Linked DNA regions of Anas platyrhynchos: region 2 is linked to region 1. A link is a contact called in public Hi-C data. All regions are on one chromosome and are shown on one strand. The core of a region is the stretch at or near the end of the contact, and the rest is flanking DNA. Distances in the headings are between cores, read along the strand shown.

Region 1 (6,128 bases), core at 1,682-4,181:
ACCTATTAACACAGCCAATTCAAAAGGTATGGCAAATCATTTATTTATGAAATGTCAGCCCTGGTTTTCACTTCCAGGCAGGTAGCTGTTGATTCCCTTCCTGACAATCACTGTCTTTCTAAATGACTTGCTGGTGAGGCTCTGAAAATAACGCTGGTCTTTATTTTTCTCCCCCCTAAAGACACAAATAGCTTGTGCTTTTCATAACTGAGGAGCACGCGTTTATGTTGATTGTACACCCAGGGTGGCTCGGGATTGTTAGTGGCCTCTGTGGAGCTGGCCAGGTTTCCGCTGGGAGAGCTTGTGTTTTAATCCTGCGTTTGCTCCTAGCTTTTAAAATCTGCTGTTTTCACAAATGTTAAGAAGGCGAGAGCGCAGCAGGAGTCAGTTATCGATTTGCAGACAGTGTATTCATCTCGGCTAATTAGACTGGACTTGCTGACCCATACTGAGAGAAAATGAACCATGAAGGGAAAAACAAAAATAAAAAAGATAGCAAATGAGGTGGCTGGAGTCATTCACTTCTGAGTTGTCCCATTTTTTGTGACCGTGGCGAGGGAGCTGTACATTTGGGTACCGTTCAGCTGCAATTCTCCCTTGCTGCTGTGTGTGCTCCCTTTCGGGGTAACCTCAGCCTCCTGTATGGCAGCACAGAGGGGACAAAGCCCCCCAGATTCAGGGCTTGTAGGGAGGGAGGTGATTTTTGGCTGGTGGTTGTCCTTGGCTGATCCTCCTGCTGCTTTGTTCCCAGGCTGGTGGTTTGTGAGCACATCAGAGGAGCAAGGCTGGGTGCCAGCGACCTGTCTGGAGGCCCAGGATGGCGTCCAGGATGAGTTCTCCATGCAGCCTGACGAAGGTAAGAGGTGCCTGGAGATAACTGCCCCAGCTTCTTTGTGCTGAGCTATGCTGAGTGGCTTGCAGGATTGCTTAGCCCTTTCTGACCTAAGGAGGGGAAAAGCTCTGGGGAGGACAAACCCACAAGTGCCACAGTTGTGTCTGCCCGCTCTGCTCCAGTGCTGCACCAGGAGTGTGGCAGCGGGATGCTGGCAGTGCAGCTGCTGGTCTTCCTGCTCCCCCAGAGGGGCTGAAGGTGCCACCTCTGGGGAACACCCAGTCCTGCCATCACGATGCCCCCTGTGCTCCCAGGGAGGTGGTTTGCATGTACTGGAGGAGGAGGAGCAAACCTCAGATCCTAGGACAATTCCTGTGTCTTTTGATGTCATGCAGAAAGCAAGAGCATGCGTGAGTCCACATGATGAGAGTAGCAAAGCTGCAACCTTTGCGTACAGTAAATGTGAACCAGCCCTGCAGCACGCATCCTTTCCACTGACCGCTGTATGCTCAGAGCAGTGCTGTAGTTTGCTCAGCCCTTTTCCTGGGGAGATGGAGGTGGGATGGGGGTTCAAACCAGGGAGGGCGCCCAGAGAGCTCCAGGTGAGTACAGCTCTGTGCCTCTCTCTGCTGTCAACCCTGTTTCCTCTGAGACCCGAAGTGCTGCCTCCTTACGTCCTCTCTTGTCCTTCTCCTGCTTCCCCAACATGCTCTTCCCAGTCCCGTGGAGATACTGGTCCCTGCCCAGGCACGTTGGCCGCCGTCGGACCCTTGGGGACTTGTACACCAGTGGATGGGGTCAAGGTGGACTTTGTAGAGACGTGTTCAGCTGCCCTGGTTTTGTGCCTGCAGCCTTGTTGTGTGCATGTTTGTTTGCTTTGCATGGGAGGGACTCTGCTTGTGTCCTCCTCGGTATGTGCCATGTGTGCTCCTCAGCCTTCCATCAGCTCACTCACGTCCACCTCTCTTTTCGCTATCAGCTGTTCCTTCTAACTTTTTGAGGCTTGTTTTGGGTACAGAGACTGGAGTCCCTGCTGTCCCCAAAAACATTTATGCGAACTTCTTGTAGCTGCTGCCTTAGTCCCTGCTCTCAGCCAGGTCCTGGTGTCGGTGGCTCAGGCAGCACCAAGAGCAGAAGAGCCGACCTGGTTTTGCTGGATGGGGCAGGACGTTTGCTGCTTTGACTCATTTGCATGAAGCGGGAGGGGAATCAGGTCTTTCGAGAGCTGTGCTTTTCCAAGAAGGCAAGGACAAAGGGCCGGGCACCCAGTTTGGATGTGTTTTCAAGCCCTGGAGGAGAGCATTTTCAGGAACAGTGGCTATTCAGGAGGATGAAGGCAAAAAGCAACTGGGAGGGGAAGCTTGAGCGATGTATGAAAGTGATTAAAGACCATGGTGGTAGCTGGGATTGGGTTCTTTTTGGGGTCAAGCAGCTTCCTATGCTGTATCTTTGTGGTCAGCGAGTAGCACAGGATCCCAGAGCAAGAGCTGGGACCACAGGCTGGCTGGATGTGAGAGGGTGAAAGGAAAAGAAGTGGGCATTCAGTGCCTCCTCACCTTGGCTGTCATAGGGGAAGCTCACCAAAGCTTACATTTCAAAATGCAACTGGGTTTGTTTTGGAATTCATTTCACTGGCATTTTTTTTCTGAACAGTTGTGTATCTCTGTGTGTTTGCACCTATGTTACAACAAGAATTACTGTTCACAGAAAACACTTAGCCACTATTTCCAGGTTTCTGTAAAACAATATCTTAGTAAAACTCCACTTTCTTTCCTACAGAGGAGAAGTACACAGTTATTTACCCATACACTGCAAGAGACCAGGATGAAATGAACCTGGACAAAGGGGCTGTGGTGGAGGTGATCCAGAAGAACCTGGAGGGCTGGTGGAAAATCAGGTACCGTCCCTGCCTCTTGCCCTTCCCTGGCGCTGCAGGCTATGCAAAGCAGAGACCCCGATGCACAGTCCAAGGGCAAGCCTAGAGCAATGAGGAGGGCAGAATAGCAGAACTCATTTCTCTCCATCCCTAAATACCAAGGCTTACTGAAGTTCAAGGTTTCAGCCAAGCATAGCTGTGGTTAAACATCTTGAAAATCCCTCAGTTTCCTGTGCTGGGGAGGTGGACTGCGTCACAGCATCACATGCCCCAGCAGCGGGTCCGGGAGCATTAATGTTACATCATGTGCTGCTGATAGGAAAAGCAGCAAGTGTCCTGGAGGCAGGCTGGATGCTCTGGCTGTGTTAGGAGGTTCCTGCGGAGCAGGGCCGTTGTCCGGGCCAGCTCTGCTGTGTACAGGGTGTGCTGAGGCCAAACGCTCCCGATCATCCTGAGCTGATACTTGTTTTCTCCTGGAAGCTCGTTTTTGCTTCTCTGTGGCGTTAGCTAATGGCTGGACTTGAGCAGGGTGGGAGCATATGCCACGGTTTTCTTAACCTTGCGTTGAACCTGTGGTATTGGCAGAAGCAAAGCCCCAGAAAAATGTCCATTGACTTTCTGAGCAGAGGAGAGCTGCCACAAGAACTCCAAAGGCAATTACAAGCTCAGGATCCGGTGCCATGTGAGTGCAGTGGCTGCAGCCCAGCCAGCAGGAGCGTCTCCGACGCTGGCGCAAGACCCTCGAGCATGGCAGGCAGACTCCGTGGATGTGGTTTTTCAATCAGATCACAGCGCTGGTTCCTCTCCTAAACAGCACAGATTTAGAGCAGGGAAGGGATCCAGGCTGAGCTTCATCCAGAGAACAGGTACATCAATCCTAGCAGCAACCCTCTGGTTTTCCCCTTCACTTCCCCTGCCAGTGCGTTTCATTCCTGAACCGGTGCCATCGCTGAGGTGAAAAGGAAATCGGGCTCCTCGCCGTTCCCAGCCCTCGGCCTGCTGGCTGCAGCAGCCTGCATGGAGCATCAGTCATTGCTGCGGCTCTCCAGGTGCCACCTGGCATGGAGCCTGGCACCGAGCGAGCTCACTTTGCCCAAATCCAGGCTTGTGCTGAGCCCCGGCCCCAGGGACACCTGGTGGCCCCATGCACGGGCTCGGGGCAGCACTGAGGCTCGGCACAGTGACGCTGCCGTTGTTGTCGCTGCAGGTACCAGGGCCAAGAAGGCTGGGCCCCCGCCTCCTATCTCAAAAAGGGGAATGGAGAGATGTTCTCGCAGAAGCTGGGCTCAGGCTCCTCCACTCACTCCTGTGCCTTGGATCTGGACGGCATTTCCCGGCAGCAGATCGTGGCCAGCCGAGAGAAGGACGGGCTCACCGGCCAAAGGGACGGGAGGTTCGACAGCCGTCCCCTGCCCAACGCTGACATCCGACGCAGTAAGTGGCCAGCTGGGAAGGTGTCAGTGCAGCCTATCCTGCAGAATTGTGAGCAACATAGCTCAAAGGAGAGGCAGAAGGCTTGCAAGGCACCGTGAGCTCTGCAGCAAGGTCTGGAGGTGACACTGGCATGGGTGCAGTGCTGCCCCGGGGTCTGCTGAGGAACAGCAGAGGTGTGAATAAATAAGGGCCTCTCAGCCTGCAGGTACAGCTGCAGACACCTCTCCACAGGAGCTGCACAGTTTAATCCCTCAGCAGGTCAGGTCTTTGGGGTGAAAAAGCAGTTCTGTGTGGTCACCTCAGCTGCATTTCCCAGCAGCACCTGATGGTGCAGAGCTGGTTCCTCTTCCAGCAGGATAACCTTGGAACCTGGGTGACCTGCATCACTCAGGGTACCAGGCAGAGAGGTTCCTCGTTTGGCTTGCTTGCCTGAGGCAGGCTTAGTCCTTGCCTTTCTGCCTTCTCTTTCACTTGCCTTATGGGAATGCGTGTGTGACTGAAAGCCAACCTTCAACAGCATCTGAAATTCTTCCTCCACAGAGTCACCGAAGATGCGGCAGAGACCCCCTCCTCGCCGAGATCTCACCATAGTAAGTGCACAGAGCATGCACACCACCTCCCTGCTGCCTTAAGACTCCTCTGTCTATGTGGACCTTGTGTTACACCTCCTGTAGAGACATGCTGATGGGTTTTCTTTTTTATTGTCACAGCCACGTGGTTTGAACCTGCCTAAACCTCCTGTCCCTCCTCAAGTGGAAGAGGAATATTACACCATCGCTGACTTCCAGACCACCATCCCTGACGGCATCAGCTTCCAGGCAGGAATGAAAGTAGAGGTGAGTCTGTTGTCTTCCCTCCTCGCATCTTGCCATCAGAACAGTGCTTGTGATTACCTCTGTGGACTGTTAACATCACAGAGCAGGAGCTCGTGAGACTTTAGGTATAACACTAAAAGCCCTTCCAGAATTGGACACCCAGTTTTGTTCACAGAATCCCTGTTGTAGATGTGATTTTGCTTTTCAAAATGTACACTGTGCCTATTTAAGAGGATTTTTTCTCCATGGCTGCCCCAGCTTACTCATCCCAGTCCTACTTCTGGAGTGCGTACAGGCCGGATGGCTGCTGATCAGCGCAGTGATGCTGCTGGTTAATCACTCCAACAGTGCCACTCAGTGGCCACTGCCAGTACCTGGCGTCCTGTTCTTGTCTGCTGCAGCATCCTCGTCGTGGCTATGTCACTCCTTGCTCCCAGCTCATGAAGTTCAGGTCCCCTCAGTAGGATTCCCTCCCAGCTGGATACTGGTTCTGTACTTTTTGTGCTGAGCTGAACACCCACTTGTAAAAATCATTTGTGCTGGTTTTCCTTGTGATTATACAGCATTTGGATATCAGGTTGGGGAGGCAGGAGCCTGGAAGCTACGTGCCACCCTGATGTTACTTCAGAGATACCGAGCATCTCTTTTTGGAGATACTGAACATCCCCTTTTGTGCAGAGGGGGCTGCTGAGTGTGTGTCTGAGCTTTCCTTTCCTCCTGCAGGTCATTGAGAAGAACCTGAGTGGCTGGTGGTACATCCAGATTGAGGAGAAGGAAGGCTGGGCCCCCGCTACATTTATTGACAAGTACAAGAAAACCAGCAACGCATCCAGGCCGAACTTCCTGGCTCCTCTGCCCAACGAGATGGCCCAGCTCCGGCTGGGCGATGCCGCGGCAGAAAGCAGCGCCAGCGAGGAAGCCACGGGGCCGTGCAGACCTCTGCCCGAGGCTCCCCCCAACGGCATGGACTGCGGTATGAAGTGGGCCAAGGACTGGAAGGGGAAGGAGGCTGCTGAGAGCAGCGACCTTGCCTTCGCCTGTGGGTATGAGGAGATCTCGGACCGTGAGGTGGAGGAGAAGCCCAGCCTGCCGCCCAGGAAGGAGTCCATCATTAAGTCGGAAGGCGAGTTGCTGGAGAGGCAGAGGCCTCCCCCCAAGCCCCCAGGCATGA
Region 2 (6,128 bases), core at 980-3,479, 120 kb before region 1:
GAGGCTGCTGAACATCAAATTGGCTTTTCTTTGTGCTCATCTGCATCTGAGCATCGCCAAATAGCCGGGGAGGAGGCTCCTCGCTAAGGCAGCGTGTGATGGCACTGGGGGACAGGCAGAGACCCCCCCCAGTGTACAGGGCAGGGGGTAATGCTGCTATCAGGTACTCCTGGGGAGAGTTGTGAAGCACGAGGCTGAAGTCTGAGTTGTGCCCATCCTTCCTCCTCCTCCTTGGATGTCAGTCTCTGGTATTCATCTTGGTAGGGCAGCAGCAACATGAAATGGAGAAAACAGAACAAGCAGTTGCTGGGCCACATCCCTTTGGTGTATTCACCTTCTACGAGTGTGATTCACCTATTTGGTGTCTCTAAAGTGAACTGGAGGATGGAGAAGCAAGGCTGCATTGTTCCCAGCTGGGGAAAGTCTTGTTGGGCCTACTGGGAGCATGCTGGTCCCTCTGGGAGGTCAGCCACTGCTCCCTTTCCTCTTTCTCCTCTTTTCTTCTCCTCCTGGTTATCAATGAAGATGACTGCAAACATCTTAAATTCCACATAGCTCAATTTCTAGATTTGAAGATGGATACCTAGCTTAGCAAAAAAGCCTTGGCTGATATAAGCAGTTATTTCAGACACAGAGGCAAACCCAGCACCCCAGCTCTCACCCCCCTTCTCCAACTTTCTCTGGCTCCCCAGCTCACTCAGGAGAAATTGGATTGAACTTATTGCCCCCAGCTCAACCCAAACATGTTACAGGCTCACAGGGCACCTCCCTGGCACACTGATATTTCTCCACCTTTCTGTAACGACTTGCAGGTGTCATGGTAATCCATAACATCTGGGTCACTGCATGGGCATAAAGGGGGAGAGCAGGGAGCCTTTGCTACTGCATCACATGGCTGGGCTGCTCCTACCGACAGCATCCTTTCCATCAGGAGGCTTCAGGTGGGAGGACAGCATCACTGCAGCTCAGGGCTGAGGCTGCTTGGTCCAGGAAGCTGCTCTGAGGGCACTGGAGAGCTGTCCCCAGTGGGACTGATGCTGTTACCCCCCAAAATACTTTCTACCTTTTGCTATTTTGCTGTTAAACCATTCCCAATTAAGACTTTGGGAATTACATCCTTAAAGAAGACAGGCTGCTCTTCTTGCTTTCTCCCACATAGTTTCTGACTTCCTCTCCCAGAGGCAGCAAACTTTTCACCTCCCAAGGACTAATTTTAAATACGGGGGTATTTTCATGGCCTCTGTCTGGACTGTAATTTCTCTAATTTTACCTCATTTCCAGGAATATTGGTCTTAGAATATCTTAAGTTCTTCTTTCTGGATGTTAAAGAGAAGCTTTGTGGCTTGAAACTCATGACACAATGTGGTGGTTTTACCGTACTGGGCAACTAAACCCCACAACCGCTCTCTCACTCCCCCTCCTTTAGATGAGGAGGGGGAGAAGTAAAGCAAAGAACAACTCACGGGTTGAGATAAGGATAGTTTAATTAAAGGGAAATAATTATAATAATTAAATAAAGACTACCATGAACTAACAATTTAACTAAGGGGAAATAAAAAGGGAAAGGGGAAAGGGAGGGGAAAAAAGGAAAATAAAAAGAAGGGAGGAAAACAAACAAACAAAATAAATGAAGGCTATATGGAAGTGCAGAGGAAAGAAATTACTCTCTACTTCCCACAAATGAGCGATGATTGACCACGTCCTTGAAGCAAGGCCTCAACGCACGCAGCCGGTGTTCGAGAGGAGGACCAACGTCTTCTCAACGAGAGCCCACCCCTCCCCTCTTCTTCCTGTTTCCACCTTTTATTGCTGAGTGTGACATCACATGGTATGGAATATCCCTTTGATTGGTTTAGGTCAGCTGCCCTAGTGATGTTTCTCTCCTCACCTTTTGCCCACCCCCTAAGAGGGTTAGAGAAAGGCCTAATACTGTGCCACTGCTGCTCAGCAGCAGACACAACACTGGTGTGATAACACTGCTGTTCCAGCTACAACTGCAGAGTACGGCACTGTATGGGCTGCTGCTGGGAAAGTTAACATTCCAGCCAGACCCAATACACACAATCACATCACCATCTACATCCAGCAGCTGAACGGCAGTCCCCCAGTGCTGGTGGACGAAATCCTTCTCAAGACGGTTCTGTTTTGGGGCAGAAAGGTTTAGAAACAGGTCACGAGCGCTGATTTCCTGCTTTGAAAGAATACGTGGAATACCAGACGGTGCTCGTGTCCAGAGAATAAAGGTGACCCCTTTCTGGCCATGCCTGCAGGAAATACCAAGCCCCCGGTGCTTCCTGCACACAGGCAGCAGCACGTGGATGGGCTGGGGCTGTTGGCTGTGCTGGGGGGCTCCTCATGGCTCAGGATGCACACCGTGATGCAGAAGTCATTCAGGCCGATCTTCCCCATCACGTTGTGGTCCAGAAGGTCAAATAGCAGCACGAGCTGGTTTTTATTCAGGCCTGTCATAACAGAGCATGCAATAAAACTGCAGATCTGGAAAAGAGTGAGCTCTCAGGCCTCGTCTGCACAAAGCTGTGAGCAGTAATTAGCAGGATTTATTTTGTTTTAAATGCCCGCTGCTCCCAAACAAGTTGCACAGGCAATTAAAAACACAGCAGCAGACAAGAGATACTGTTCGGAATTAATAGATGGCATTAATGAGATGTCTGATTTATGAAAGGGACATATGCAGTTTCTATGTGGAAAGCAACGTTAAAGCACCCATGATTTTCTGTCTTTTCTGGGAGAAAAAAAAAAAAAAAAAAACACCCCAAAGGAAAAAAAAAAAAAGATACAAAATTTTTTTTTCAGTAAACCAGAAACATCGGGGAAAAAACAACTCTTTTTCTCTTGTATTGCTGCCAGTGGCTCAGTCCATGGGAAGAGGTGTCGCCTGAGCTGGAGCACCACGGTGGCTCGCAAAAGCACGGGAATAGACTCCAGACCTGCAGGCAGGACGTGAGGAAGCTGTGAACCAGCAGACCAGCATCTGCGAACAGCCCCATGTGGAGAAAACTGTTGGCAGCAACCCCACCTGCTTTGTAGCGCGGAGCACGGTCGGTTTATGGAAAGGATTACATGATGGGGTTTGCTGCAGTACTAAGGAATTAGCTTCGGTGAGCCAGAAACTCACTCCTGCCCTGTGTTCCTGGCATCTTGCTTGTACAGCTGTAAAGATCCCCTTTATCACCACCCCGGGTTTTTTGTACATTGATTATCTACTCACTGGGGCTGGGAGCTGGTTATCGTGTTTGTGCAGTGCTAGCAAGCCTGACGGGGGGCTTTACGAGCTGCTGGGATGCAGGGGGTGGTGATACTATAAAATCAAACAGGTTTATTGGGATTTTGGACCCTTTTCTGTTTCACAGATAGGGAAGGAGGCAATTGAAGGGGGAAAGGGATACCCTCAGTAGGAGCTGAAAATCCCCCTCAGCTGCTCCGAGCGGTCCCACAAGCCGTATGAGGTCCAGGAGCAGCCAGGCCAGGTAACTTCCAGAGCACCCAGGGCGTGATAGAGCAGGGGGGACGTGCTGGGGTGTGCTGTAACAGAAAGCTCTTTGGGGTATTGCCAAGCGCTCGTATCAGCTAGCGGCTAGGTAATTAGTATTACGGAGCGCTGCATTTGTTGTAACATCTGAAGTGCAGTGTTTGTAATCTCCAGATTTAAACCCTAAGCGATGCAGCGTTCCCTATATCTTTTTTCAAAACATTACATGGGGCCTGTAATTTTATAGCATTAATGCCAATCTCATTTTGGAGAAGCGCTTGCTGTTAGGGCTTTCTCGCCCTGAAAATCCAGGCACTGGAAATGCTGTGCCAGTGCCACTGCCACTAAGCAGAGCGCTTCATCTAAGTACAGACGCTGCAGAAAACACCCAGATCTCAGCTTCAGCTCCCAAACAGAATTAGCACCAAGGCACTGACCCCTCACAATAAGAAAACTCTGCCCTAGAACCAGAACACAGCCTCTGTCACACACTTCAATGCTTTTTCCATGTGTTCAAGATTTCCCATCAGTTGTGGAGGCAAAGCCTCACCTATCATTGACTGCTAAAGCATACTACATAATAAAATCAAGTGACAGAAATTATTCTGGCAATGCTTAAGAGCATTAAGTCTGATTAAATTGTGCAAGATAACACAGATTTAAGGACTTACTCTAGCAAAGCAAATGACTGTAATGCAAATCTCAAGCTCAGACAAGTGGTACCTCAAATTTTGTATATCCAGGCTGAGGTAGTCCTACAGAGCAGCCAGTGCAGGGCTTTGGTTTTCCTGCTAGCCGTGGTTTTAACTTTTCTGATTTCCAGTACCTGAGTACTTGATACCAGCCTGTGAAACATCCTTGTGATCTATAGCTCAGAGATGGCTGCTTTGGAATGGCTAACTTCTTATTCAGGTTAGCTATTGGGAAGCTGAACCACTCATATTTATCTGAAGTGTTCATCAACAATTCCTCTTCCCATACAGAATGAGTCCAACCCAGTCCTTACCCCTAAACCATACCAGGATCACTAATAATAAAACCAAACTCCACTGGTTTGCTTCGGTCCAAGGACCCTCTGCAGCCAACATTTAAACGCAGAGCTGTGTGTAGTCTCACCATCGAGTCAGCAGCTTCTGCTCCATCGGTCGTGTTGTGCTGACTGCTCCGAGCAGTCGTGTTTAACGCAGTGGTGATGCTCGTGGCAGTCTGCTCACACGATCAGGGTGCTCCTGTGAGCCTGGGGCACACTTTCAAGGGTTTTTGTTGTTGCTTCTGGAGTTTCTATTCTCTTTCTCCTATATATCATTTGGGAAATGGTAAGGAGAAGTAATCTGGAGGCAGACGATTAGCCTGCTTGCTGACTTGGTTTAACATTTGCGCGTTTTCTGCAAGAAATGGGTGGAAAGAGTGCAGATGGCTGGTTCCTCTTGGCTGTGAAGAGACAGCAAATCTGGTTATAGGGTGTCAAGCACTGGATAAAAAATGCCACTGCCCTCAAAATGCTGTGCTGTATCCGAGTTGCTCAAAAACTTCGGAAGGGTTAATGTGTGTTTGCAAAACTTTTGCTAGCAGAGAAATCACCTGTGTGGCCTCCTATCTGACCAGATTACCCTCCGATAGGCTGCAGGGCATCTGCCCACACTGTGAGCCCTTTGGCACAGGACTTATCTTTACCAAACCTGATAAGGATGGAGATTCCCAATACCTGCCCTCAGCCGTTGTGGTGGCAATTATGAAGATGAGTGATGCAAACACTGATCAGGGAGGTAGGGGAGCAAGGGGAATGACCACAGGTAGCAGCTGGGAAAAACTTCCCCTGGGATGGTGTGTGTCCCAGAGCAGGTAACTGGGGGAGGTGGTGTCTGCTCCATCCTGGGAGGCTGCCAGCACTCAGATGGACAGACTGCTGCCTGTCCCGCTGCGTGCCATGATGCCCCTGCCCCAGGTGGGAACTTGGGCTGGGTGAGCTCTGGGGGTGCCATCTGAGCACCGTTTCTATTTTTCTGTGCAGCACCCAGGCCCACTTCTGCAATAAAGTAAATACACTGCTACTGATATAAATAACTGAAAAGAGGATACCTATAACACTGGAAAAAAATAAGATTAAAAGGTGTGTGATTTTGAAAAGCAGCTGCTCTAATTCTAATCTTACTCCAGCACTGCCAAATCTGCATGTTGCATAGTATCCAAGACTCAGGAAGCTAAATTTTTAAAAAGTTCTTCATTATTTCTGTTTCTGGGATATACTTGGGTTGTATTTTCAGCTTGTTTTTCCCACAGCCCACAAGGGAGAGGGGAATAAGTAGGGGAACACAAAGCTCACTTCAAAAGCGCAGCTGAAATTCTAGCACAGGCACGGATTTCCAGGAACTGCGGATTTAAATAACATTTCGAGCATCACTATTGGGAAGCTCCCAGCCGAAATGCTAGGGCTGCTCACACCAGGATAAATCCAGCTCTGCTTAACAGCAAAGGCAGCGAGAGCCGGCGATCAGCCCGGGTGTGATTTATTAGGGGATTAATGAGGCTGAGCGGGGCGCTGCCAGCATCACACAGCGGGATGCGGGGGGAAGGAATCCAGCCCCGACCCTCGCCCTCGGGGCGCACAGCAAAACACCCGCAGCTGGGGAAGGGTTGG

The links. A called contact is a pair of places that touch in the nucleus more often than the background predicts.
Region 2: a Hi-C map of liver shows a contact between it and region 1, with 2.7 times the contacts expected there. The contact joins two enhancer-like sites. A contact is called at or near these places in 2 of 8 Hi-C or Micro-C datasets (liver and subcutaneous adipose tissue).

What each region holds. Positions count from the first base shown.
Region 1 is chr14:11,087,599-11,093,726 of IASCAAS_PekinDuck_T2T, reverse strand. SH3PXD2B (SH3 and PX domains 2B) reads left to right here. Exons shown (of 15, transcript XM_038186487.2): 9 at 752-856; 10 at 1,552-1,635; 11 at 2,612-2,729; 12 at 3,916-4,142; 13 at 4,683-4,732; 14 at 4,853-4,978; 15 at 5,681-6,128. Among named protein-coding and RNA genes, the nearest start is that of SH3PXD2B, 65 kb to the left of the region's middle. Within about 2 kb of position 2,931, at least 1 of the 8 cell types and tissues checked has an H3K27ac peak or open chromatin away from gene starts, as enhancers often do.
Region 2 is chr14:11,209,717-11,215,844 of IASCAAS_PekinDuck_T2T, reverse strand. It overlaps STK10 (serine/threonine kinase 10), which reads left to right and starts at 6,122. Exons shown (of 19, transcript XM_005009984.6): 1 at 6,122-6,128. Within about 2 kb of position 2,229, at least 1 of the 8 cell types and tissues checked has an H3K27ac peak or open chromatin away from gene starts, as enhancers often do.